Regions from separate parts of the Mus musculus genome. Here region 1 is linked to region 2. A link is a contact called in public Hi-C data. All regions are on one chromosome and are shown on one strand. Each heading gives the region's core, a stretch centred on a gene start, on an enhancer-like site or on the middle of the called end of the contact. The rest is flanking DNA. Distances are from core to core; before and after follow the strand shown. Region 1 has its middle 35 kb from the start of Ifi27l2b. Region 2 holds the start of Ifi27l2a (interferon, alpha-inducible protein 27 like 2A).

The links. Hi-C and Micro-C count contacts between places; a contact is called where the count stands out from the background.
Region 1: a Hi-C map of regulatory T cells shows a contact between it and region 2, with 2.7 times the contacts expected there. The contact joins the enhancer-like site here to the promoter of Ifi27l2a in region 2. A contact is called at or near these places in 19 of 39 promoter capture datasets (the 3T3-L1 cell line, 3T3-L1-derived adipocytes, the C10 cell line and 12 more), 2 of 15 datasets of contacts at CTCF or cohesin (hippocampal excitatory neurons and pro-B cells), 63 of 484 Hi-C or Micro-C datasets (the AML12 cell line, B cells, CD8 T cells and 39 more), 6 of 115 datasets of contacts at active chromatin or transcription factors (CD8 T cells, the HPC-7 cell line, bone marrow-derived macrophages and 3 more) and 4 of 9 other capture datasets (adipose tissue, embryonic stem cells, liver and 1 more).

The regions. Positions count from the first base shown.
Region 1 is chr12:103,489,578-103,495,300 of GRCm38.p6, forward strand. No RefSeq gene overlaps it. Among named protein-coding and RNA genes, the nearest start is that of Ifi27l2b, 35 kb to the left of the region's middle. Within about 2 kb of position 3,449, at least 16 of the 459 cell types and tissues checked have an H3K27ac peak or open chromatin away from gene starts, as enhancers often do. A contact at or near this core is called in CD8 T cells, adipose tissue, muscle stem cells and 1 more, where this site is marked.
Region 2 is chr12:103,442,377-103,448,339 of GRCm38.p6, forward strand. Ifi27l2a (interferon, alpha-inducible protein 27 like 2A) reads right to left here and starts at 1,304. Exons shown (of 4, transcript NM_029803.3): 1 at 1,251-1,304; 2 at 1,106-1,135; 3 at 456-617; 4 at 1-7. The coding sequence starts at 1,257.

The DNA.
Region 1 (5,723 bases), core at 2,199-4,698, 49 kb after region 2:
GTAAGTAAATAGCCCGAGATGGCTGCAGAGATGACAGCCGCTTTCTGCTAAGAGTTGGCTCCCAACATGGCTCCCTCCCTCCCTCCCCCTCTGACTCCTTATCTCCTCTCAGGCCAGGGCTGTCCTGTCAGCAAAGACCCTCCAACTCTCCCCTCCGTGACCCAAAAGGTCCCCTGGGAAGGCCCACGGCAAGGATCTCTGTAAAAACCTACCTATCTCCCTGGCTAGGTTGCTGCTCTCTACTCTAGTGAGACAGCCTGGAAGTTTGGGCCCAGTAAACCCTTTCTCTACTCCTGGAATGGTTCTGTTTGGTGGTTTTGCTGCGCTCACTTAAAGAAAAGGTAAGAGGGTCTTTGAGTCTTTGCTAGCAACACAGTTTTCAACACTTTGAATATTTTAAAATATTGGGAACTGAGAGTGTCCACATATAAAATTCAATGACATGAAGTTTAATGTAGATTCATGGTAAGAACAGCATCATAAAGTAATCCTCTTAAACTCACCAACCCAAGGTTAACTGTTTCCCATCTGCCCACTGGCCTGGCGGCAAAAGCCCCACCACTTGCTCCTGTTCCTGTCCCCAACATTAGGTTTCTAATTGTCTCCCACAACAGGGACTTCTAGAGGAGTATTTCACTGGAGTTTGAGAAAACTAGAGAGTCTCTGCTGCTAATTTTTTTTCATCTCCAGAAGGCAGCCAGGTGACTGGGGTTGGTCAAAGCAGCAGAATTCAACTAGAAGGTTCTGTAGATGAACTTTCCAGAAGGTTCTATAGTTGGTTCTGGGCAGTCCCAGAGGATGACTGTCAAACTTGACAGATAAAAGTCTTGTCTCCAGTGGACTGATAAGATGAACACACGGATAATAGAAAGGGCCTGGAATTGAGAGGTTACGTCAGATCTGGGAGGAGTTCCAGGAGGGAAGTGTGTGATTAGAAAATATTGTATGAAAGAAGTTTTATTATTTTTTTTTTATTAAATCAGATTTTAAGCAGAAAGAAGTGTTGGAAGAGGCAGTCAGGAAGGTATGCAGTAGGAAGTCTCTCCAGTAGTCACACTTACCGACTTAGTGGTTCTGAAGTTACGGATGAAGAAGTTGCTGAAACCTTCTTCTCTCTTTTTGGCTAACGATAATATAGGGTCTGTAGATGTGGGATTATAGTCTGAAGACATAAAACTAGGAGCTTTTAGGTTTGCATGCTAGGTTAGGATGAGCCCTTTCACTGTTAACTGGGTTGCTGGTAGTTTCTAGAAAACATCACGTCTACAGCTTGGAGGGAGAAAGGTCTTCTGGTGACCCAGAGTCCCGTGTAGCCCAGAGGAGACTTTGGGGGCATTCTCCTAGCTCTGCGCTCTTATGCTCTCTTCATAAAGCAACAGGCACACAAGAGGCCAGTGTCTCTGTCCCTTCCTGCTGTAAAATACCTGGGACTAGTTGACTTATAAAGAGCAGCAACGTCTTACAGGGCAGATGCAGGATGCTTAAGACCAAAGTCCAAAGATGCCCCACAATCATGCTGCATTTGGGTAACCCTCACCCCGTTCTTAGGCAGGATGGAGGATGTGATCAGCCCTAAGCCAGTGGCATTCATCTCTACATACAGCCTTTCACCAGGTTTGTCAACCTGGGTCCCTCACAAGTGGAGACTGCTAACACCGAGGACCCAACCACAGCCTCCAAGGACACATGACTGGACAAGCCATTGGACTTCCCAGAAGACATGGGCAAGGGAGTCCTGAAGAGCCACTAAGCTGCTATTAGCAGATCCATTAAGCTGCCATCAGCACAATAGACAAGAAAGCTGAGTGTTTCCAAGAGAGAGAATTAGTCAGCAGAGGGGACAGACCACAGTGCCACACAACTTCCTGGAAGAACTTATCTGCCTAAGTTACCCCAACTCACACACACACACACACACACACACACACACACACACACACACACACTCACATACACTCCTGACAGTAAAGTTTGGTTGCATGTATCACTGAATCATGCTGCTTGAAGAAGACAGTGGTCACCCTTAGGGAAGGGACAGAAGGGCCTGGGAGGGAAGGAAGGGGAAGGGAAGAGGTGGGGGAGAGAACAGGAAGCAGCCTTCTGGGACTTGGAGCATGGCTTTATAAAAGCGTTTCCAGATGTTTGTGTATAATTTGTGCACATGTACATATGTTTCTGCATGCACAATTATATCTCCATTAAAAACTCAAGGGGGCTGGAGGCAGCTCGGCACTTAGGAGCTGAACAGAGTTGTTCTTGCTTAGGACCAAGTTTGGTTCCCAGCGCTTACATCAGACAGCCTGTGTCCATTTTTAAAAAATGAAAGTTTTGGGGAATTTTTTTTTTTTTTTTTTTTTTTTTTGATGCAGGAAATGTAGGTGTGGCCACCCAGCTGGTTCTGGATCCTTGACAGAAAATGGGAAATTCCCTGTCAAAAGCAAAACAAGGGGTCGGAGAGGTGGCCCCATAGGTAAGAGCATTTACTGCTCTTCAGAAGACACGAGTTTGGTTCCCCGCATCACACGGAGCTTTCCAATCCTCTGTGGGCACTCAGCAACTGCACATGTGTGCAGACGGGCAAAACACTCTGCTTGTGCACACAAAAATAAACCTAAAGCATTTAAAAACAAAACAAATCAAAAACCCTTTGTTCACCAAGTGGCATCATTAAAAAAGGGGGGGGCAAGTAGAGATTAAAAAACAAACAAACATGGCTTATAAGGCCATGTTATACTCCACAAAGACCTCAGAACTAGAAATATGGAAAGTATTCAAAAGACAGCCTGATTTCTAATGGGAAAGCCGGGTGTGGTAGTGCAGGCCTGGAATTCTCCCATGCAAGAGATGGTGATAGAAAGACTCTGGCCTTGGGGCCTTCCTACTCTACAGAGTGAGATCCTGTCTTAAAACAAGATGGGGAAAAAGAGTGTGTTTGTGTATGTTCATGTATATGTGTGTGTATGTTTGTGTGTGTGTGTGTTTGTGTGCTTGATTGTGTGTGTATGTATGCATGTTTGTATGTGGTGTGTTTGGGTGTCCATGTATGTATGTGTGTATATATGTGTGTGTGCGCTTGCATTTATGTGTGTATATGTGCATATTTGTGTGTGGTGTGTTTGTATGTGTTGCTGCATATATATGTGCATGTTTCCTTGTGTATGCTTGTGTTTGTGTGTATGTGTTCATGTTTAAATATGGTGTGTTTATGTGTGCATATATGTATGTGTGCATGTTTGTGTGTTTGTATGTGCGTACATGTTTGTGAGTATGTGTGTGTGTATGTGCGTGCTAGGTGCTAAGTTAAAAGCCTCTGTCAGGCCTACAGACCACTTACACACACATCCCCCCGCACCCCAAGGGGTTGGAGTCTTGCAGCTAATTGTGGCCCGAGTTGTAGTAGTGGGAGAATTTGCTTCTTGTATTGAAGTGCCCTCTTGTGTCCATATTTGGAACTGCAAGCACAGCAGCATTTTGTGTTGGACAATGATGCAGGTTGGTTGGGTGGGGTGAGGCTGTTCTAAAGGCTGATCAGGTTTGTCCTCAGACGGAAATGGTTGCAAGGATAGCTGTGTTCTTTGGAATACCCATTTCTACCCAGCGAGCATCACTGCAAAATGATGCTAAGAAGTTTCTCGGTTCACACAGCACCCCCACCTGTGCTTTCTTCTCTGTTTGGTACAGACTTCTAGAAACCATACTGTGAATGTGACCTCACTTCTCAGACCACACGGATGGGAACTCAGAAAATCCACTCCAACCAAGGTTCTTTCCCTGGGAATTTGGAAGGAGAGAAATTACAGAGACAGTCAACCAGCTAGCTGGACCTGTAGCTGGACCTGCAATGAACCACGCAGAGCCGTGAAGTAGCCACAGTCTGAACTGAACGTGGGATGAGTTGGGGAGAAAGATGATCGTCTAAGAAGAAAGGCGACAAACGTTCCCAGAGAAGCCAGAGTGCTAAGAAAACCCTTTCTGTTCTCTCTCTCTCTCTCTCTCTCTCTCTCTCCGAGACAGGGTTTCTCTGTGTAGCCCTGGCTGTCCTGGAACTCACTCCCTGAACTCAGAAATCCGCCTGCCTCTGCTTCCCAAGTGCTGGGATTAAAGGCGTGTGCCACCACTGCCCGGCCCTTTCTGCCTTCTCATTGCTGGTCAGCCCTGAGGTGTGGGAGGCTCCTGGTGGTTCATCTTCACTGTCAACTTGACTGGATTGAAGTCACCTAGGAGTCTCTCTCTCTCTCTCTCATATGGTGTGTGTGTGTTCTAGAAGTGTGGGTCTAAGAAGGGAGACAAGCCCTGAACGTGGTGACATCATCCTCTTAGGGCCTGGATCCCACGCTGAATAGACAGTAGAAAGAAGAGAACATGAGCCGAGTGCTGGTGTTTGTCAATCTGCTTCCTGACTGTGGATGCCACGTGACCAGCAGCCTCATGCTCCCACCACCAATGCCAGCCCAAGCCATGACGGACTGCCCTTTCCTTGTGGACTAAGCTAAACCCTTCCTTCCTTAACTTCCCGTTGTCAGACATCTTGTTATAGCAATGAGAAAAGTAACGAGCGCGGCTCCTCAACTGTATTAGCTATGCTGTGTACATCTCAGGCCACCAGAGCCCTACCAAAGCTCTTCCTGGTGGCCACTCTTCATTCCTCATTCATTCATTCATTCATTCATTCATTCATTCATTCATTCAGAAAACACTGATACTTTCTACGTGTAAAATGCTGCTCCAGGTGTAGAGAAAAGAGCAGTGAAGGAGGTGAAATCTTTGCTGTCACATCCAAGAGATGGTCATTAAACCAACAAACAAAAACACAACCTACCTGAAGGTGCCAGGGCTCTGAAGACAAGCCGAGGAAGAAGACTATGTTTGCTGCAGTGTGAGTTGCTGTGTTAATAGAGTCTGAGTCCGTTTGTGCTTCTGTAACAAAATACCTGGTTAATTCATGAGGAAGAGAAGTTGATTTCTCCACCTGGGGAGTCCAGTTCAAGTTTAAGTCGGAGCCAATTAACATTTAGCACCTGAAGTCTGTACCTTAGAGGGGGAGAAACACTGCCGCCTCGTGGTGGGAGGCAGAAATGCAGCAGAGTCCAACAACTCCATTGAGCCCTTTCAGAAAGCCACCTAACCCCGCTCACCACAGAGGAGTCCTCCTGTCCCCATTGCCTATCAAAGGGCCCGTCTCTCATTGCTATCACAGTGGCAGCAGCTGGCTGACTCTTGGAGAGGACACATTCAAACAGCAGACGCTAACAGGTCAAGAAGGTTCTGGCCTTGAGTCACAACCTGAAGGAACTACAGAGGCACAGGGAGTCATAGAGCATGTTCAGGTCAAACATTCCATGGAGGGAACGGCAGGCCCAAAGACCCTGAGGGAAATGGGGCTAAAGGGCGGTATCAAGTGTGGCCAGGATGTAGAATGAGACTCTGAGTGGCCAGGGGAGCATGGTGGGTCATGTCCGTCATATACAGAATATGGACACTCAAAAGGTTTAAGCTGATGTCGTGCTCTGAATTACTTATTTTTAAGAGAATAGCTAGGCCTTGAGTTGCCTATGGTTGCCTAGGGCATCCTGGGGTTTGGGGAGACCCATCTGGGACTCAGCCTGCAAACGCTTCCCTGGACTGCTGGGCCTCTGTGCTGGATTGTGTGGGCCCAGGGGCTCGGTTTGCTTTGGCTTATGCTACCTGGAAAAATGGAACCTCAGTCAGAACAGGCTGGTGTG
Region 2 (5,963 bases), core at 54-2,553:
AGGACCCCTGGGAAGGAGACAGTGCAGTGACAGGCAGTGACCTGATGCTCAGAGATGCCCACCCAATTTCTATGGGAACCTTAGGGCTTTGCTTCAGCCAGAGCTATTTAAAATGAACCAGAAGGAGAAGACAGATGCGGGCCAAGTGGAATATAGGACAGAGAGCTATCCACAGAGATGCTCTCTCTATAGCAGGACAGAGGGGTACTCATTGTAGAAAAAAACACTCAGGGAAGATTCAGAGCACAAGTAGCATGCCTCAGACTCCTCCCTACTTTAGCCATTCAGCACCTTTCACCCAAAGCCCACACACCCCCACCTAACTCAGAATAAATCAAAAAGTAGGGACAGAACTAGAAGACACAGGTCACTTAAGAAGGTGGGGCTGGAGGGAGAGGAAAGGTGTCACCATCCTTGTCTTGGACTCTGGTCATCTTGCCTGGCCTGACACTTACCTGCTGATTGGAGTGTGGCTACCAGGCTTCCTGCTGCAACTCCACCTCCATTGGCAATTGCTGCAGCAGACATCATCTTGGCTGCTATGGAGGCAGCTGCAATGCCTGTCCCAGTGAAGCCCATGGCAGCCAGGGCCACAGGTGCCCCTGCCACAGCCAGAGCTGTAGGGAGAGGAGCTGGGTGAGGTAGGCTCAGGGAAATGACCCACCCAACAATTCCCTGACTGTTTCTGGGGACTTTCTATTCTGAGGAGCATGGAAGGGGATCCCAAAGTAAAGAAGAAGGGGAGCAAGGTGGAGGCAAAGGGGTCAGTGGAGGATGTGACAGAGCCGTGGTGTTCCCAGGCTTGAGAAGAATCATCCTTCACTGGGCCTGGGGTTGTGAGGGTTAAATACAACCCTGCAGTGTTCAGCAGCTGCCGCTCCCTGTCTTCTCCACATTCATCTACTTGCTGCTCATCATATATGAGGCCTGGAGGGGCAGCTGGGCAGAAATCTTAAGCTCATTCCTAGAGTAGATTTAGCACAGCCCAGGGCCCTGCTCTGCACCCAGGCAGCTCCAGAATCCAGCAGTAGCAGGCAGCAGGAATGGTACCCATCTAAAGCACAAATGGTACCCCACCACCTCACCCTCAGGAGCAGAGACAAACCTCCTCCTATGGCAGAGCCAAACAGTGTTCCTATAGAGAGATGGATGGATAGAGAAGGTTAGAGTTTGTTGATGGCAGGGATTTCTTGGTGGCTTTGCTCAGGCATCCCCGTTCCCAGCTCACTCGGGGCAGGGGGGCTACTCACCCAACATGTTGAGTCCTCCTGGTAGCAGCAGAGCATAGGAAGAACTTAGGGAGTGGCTTATATCTGGGGAGAGAAGAAGAGGCTTGTACTGGGAACCAATAGGGACAGGGTCCGCCCCTTTGAGAGGTTTGAAAGCTAAAGGGGAAGTTTGAAAACAATCTGGGGGAGGGTTTGAAACCAGTCCTCCACCCACCTGCTTACATCTTTCCTGAACTCTGTCTCTCTTTCTCTCTCTCTCTCTCTCTCCTTCACACACACACACACACACACACACACACACACACACAGAGAGAGAGAGAGAGAGAGAGAGAGTACTAGGATGAGCAAGAAGACTACAAAGACAAAACCTGTGTTTGCTATGAAATGGAAACTAAAAAAAAATAAGAAACACCTACAGAATAAACAAACTCAGGAAGAATAATGTGGGCCCAAAAATCACCATTTCACCTGACAGAGGTTGAGAGATCATTTTGGAGCTATGGCTGGCTGACTAGCTTAGGTTACCCAAAAGGTCATGTACCCACACAGTAAAAATTTTGATAAGGTTTTTCTTATAGCAGAATGAAGACAGTCATAAATCAAGGTATATTCATACATAAAAATCCAAATATATATGTATATGTAAGACCCCTGAAGCTGGGCCTGCACTCGAGTCCCCGGGATGAGCTGGACAGCACCCCAGTGACCCACACCTGATGCAAACTGCAAGAGGTTTTATCAGCTAGCTGAGGATGAAGTCCCTCTGCCATGCAGCGCAGGGGAGTTCGACCCTGAGCACTGACAGGAGGGGGCTTTTAACAGCTAGCTGAGGAAATGGGAGGAGTTGGAAGGAGTTGGGAGGAGAGTTGGGAGGAGAGTTGGCTACAGCTCCTTTCTGGCGAGGGGGGGTGGGGGCGTGAGCTGCAGCCTCCTCTCAGGTGTCTATCAGGAAGGAATTGGGAGGAGGAGAGTTGGGAGGAGAGTTGGCTACAGCTCCTTTCTGGCGGGGGGGGGGGGGGGGGGGGAAGGGGGGGGAGGCAGTGAGCTGCAGCCTCCTCTCAGGTGTCTATCAGGAAGGAATTGGGAGGAGGAGAGTTGGGAGGAGAGCTGGGAGGAGAGTTGGCTACAGCTCCTTTCTGGTGGGGGGGGGGGGGGAAGGCAGTGAGCTGCAGCCTCCTCTCAGGTGTCTATCTCCATGTCCTTGTAGATCTTCCTACAATTATTGCATCTCTGGCTGTAAGGCACAGAAACAAAAAGGCTTTTGGCTGGCTATAGAGAACAAAGAGCTTCTTTCTGGCTGTATTTTTAGAGATCAGGGAAAACAAGCTTGGGGGAACGTCCATGGGCCTTACCTTCCAGGGAGAAACACTCTAAGTCGGGGTCACACACACACACACACACACACACACATATACACACATATGCATATATATACATATGCATAGATGTATACATACATACATATGCATATATATGTATACATATACATATACACATATATTATATTTTTACGTGTTTGTGTATCAGTGAGAACATTAAGTGGGAGGGCTGAGCCTCTGCCATCCATATCCTGGATGCTAACTGAAGGTATTTCCCCTTTTGTTTGGTGGCGGCCAGGTATTTGTATATTCTAGAGGATTTGCCCTAGAACCTGACTCATTTCTGTAGAAACACTCACTCAAGGCTGCTCTATTATCCCCCACATTACTCCCAGATTCAATGAGCTAGGTTCGACACCAAGATTTTAGGTTGACAGGCACATTGAATAGCTATTATAAGGGCTAAAGACATCCCAGAGAGTTAAGCCCTGAATGTGCAGCATTTGTAATTCTCACAATTATGGGCATTCTGGTGAGGAAATCACACTCAGGCAGGATTCATTCAAAGATGCAGCATCTTTCCTGGGACGGAACTATCTCCTGAGTGTTTCAGTGCTGCCCTACAGAGGGAACTGCTTACACTCCCAGAAGCACTTACTTCCACCACCAAGGCCCTGACTGCCCAGGGGACACTGCATTGCAAGCAGTAACCTTTATTGAACTGGCTACTTAGACCAATGTGGACTGTCCCAGGGCATCAAGTTCACTGAAGCATAATTTAGAGAAGTTGTCACACTTTTAACACAAGCTTCATCAACTTCAGATGAAATTTAGCTACTTAATCAAACACTGGCCAAGATCTAGAAACTTCCATGACTTCTCTTCTCTCCTAAAATGTCTCATCTCCCCAAATCTCCCCTCCCCCACTGATTCCCATTTGAACTCCTTACATGTTCCCTTCCAGAGGGCCCCTGTTTACCACCTTGAATTCTGCTCTGTGGACATCTTCTACCTTACTGTCCCAGCCTCTCCTTTAAGGGTGTGAATTTTAATATTGACTTTTGTAAGTTAACCAGGCTGAATTGCTGACACTACAGTGGCACACAAGTAGTAGTTTCTGGTGATGTAGTCCTCTAGGGAATGTGTATCTTAGTACCCTTGCTCTGTAGAAAGTGTGATAAATTTCTGTCTCAGTCAGGGTTCCTATTGCCGTGATAAAAACATAATGACGAATAGAAACCTGGGGAGGAAAGGGTTAACTTTGCTTGTCCTTCCACATCACTGTTCATCACATGGGAAGTCAGGACAGGAACCCGTGTAGTGCAGGAACCTCATGGTGAAGCTGATGTAGAGGCTGTGGACCAGTGCTGCTTACTGGCTTGCTCTTTCCCTGTAGACCCACAGTAGAATGAGCACTGATAATCATTCAAGAGGATCAATATTAGGCTGTCTTGAAATCTCCTCTTCCAGGGATATTAGTTCAAAACTTTCCAGGTTTGGCCTTAGGAATATTCTTAGACAAGGGGGAAAGTGCTTACCCCCTTTGCCACAATATCACAAGAATGGTCTCTACCCAGCTCCTAATTTCATTCTTCTTTGAAATCTCTTGAACTGTGTCTCCATCATCTTCATTGCTCTCAGCACTTCTGTCTTCCAAACTCCTATTGCAATGGCCCCTTACCCTGCTTAAAGCATTCAAGAGGTTTCCTAAGCTAACATCTCAAAGTCTTCCACATTCCTCCCAAGACAGCCCCTTCAGGACTGTCAAAACTATTCCTACACTTACTTTGTGAATCAACTTTTCTTATTTTTTTTAATGTGCATGTATGTGCATTTTCACAGAGATCAGAGAGATGTCAGTTCCATGAAGCTGGAGTTTGAGGCAGTTTTGAGCAGCCTGAAGTGGGTGCTGGTAATTGACATCACATCGTGTGCAAGAGGAACCCTAATATGTGCTTTTAGCCACTGAGCCCTTCAGTCCATTTTTTTTTTTCTGATTCTTGTACCTGTTTTCTACAAAAATGGTTTTCCTTGGGGGCTGGAGAGAGAGAAAGTGTGTAAGAAGACTTGCTCATCTGGGGGCTCTGAGCTGAGTTCTCAGCACCTGTTGTTGGCATTTCCTCTGGGCTCTGCCCCACAGTCACCTGGTGTGCCTGACTCACTGTAGAAGGGGCTGCTTGGCACCTCCTCTCCCTCTCTTGCTGTCCTGCTCTTGCTCCCTTACCCTCTTCCCCCTCACTCCTCATTCCCCTCCCACTTCTCTCTCCATTTGCTTCTGGACAGCCTCTACTCCCCCCACCCCCTCACCCACTATCCCCCACTCTCTGCTTTTCTCTCAAGTCCCCTCCCCATGCCCTGAATAAACTCTGTTCTATACTATACCATCCTGTGGCTGGACCCTCAGGGGGAAGGAATGCCTTAGCATGGGACAGCAGAGGCATCCCCTTCCCCCAAACCTGACTACCAATCCACCAAACATATTCCTCCCCTCTTTATCGTTTTATAAAACACCTGTGGTAGGCATCTCAAAACAGCCTGGAACTTGTGCCTCAGGGATCTAACATCCATGTTTGTCCCCTTCAGACACTGGCACACATGTAGTCATACACACTTGTACTTGGATGGAAAAATGTTAAAGCTGAAGTATTTTTCTGTGTCATCCATACATTGTACATACATGGTACAATCTTATTTTCCAGTTACCATTGTTTGGTTGGTTGCGGTTATTGTTTTGTATGATTTTTAGGCAGTGCTTTGCAATGTAGCCCAGGCTATCTTGGGAATTGAGATCATCCTATGTTAGCCTTATGTATACTGAAATGTTCAGTGTGAGTCCCAATGCCCAGGTTGGGTTATTTTGGTTGTTGTTGTTGCTGTTGTTGTTGTTGTTGCTGCTGTTGTTGTTTTAACCGAGAAAACTTTATAATAAGGTTACAAACAGTCAAAGATTTTACTCTTATTATTTTGGCTCCTAATTAGAAAGAAGGAAAGAAAGAAAGGAAGGAAGAAAGAAAGAAAGAAAGAAAGAAAGAAAGAAAGAAAGAAAGAAAGAAAGAAAGATCTGTTCCTGCTAGCTATCAGGTACATCATAACTTGTATTTTCTATACAGTTTTTCAAGGTGGTATTCTTTAATATTAACTTAGTCATCTGGCATTTAATTTGACCCACATTCAATTTTTTTACATAGCTCTTTATGTCTTATCCCATCGTTCCAACACAATTTATTAAGTGATCTTTATCATTTATTTTATGTTTCATTTTCCTGCTCAAACTCATGTTGTAGCATGTGTGTAGAGGGAGACTGTGTGTATCTGTACACATGTATGTGTGTATACATATATGTACATAATGAATGTATATATACATATATAGGTGTATGTATACATATGTGTATGTAATACATGTGTATACATA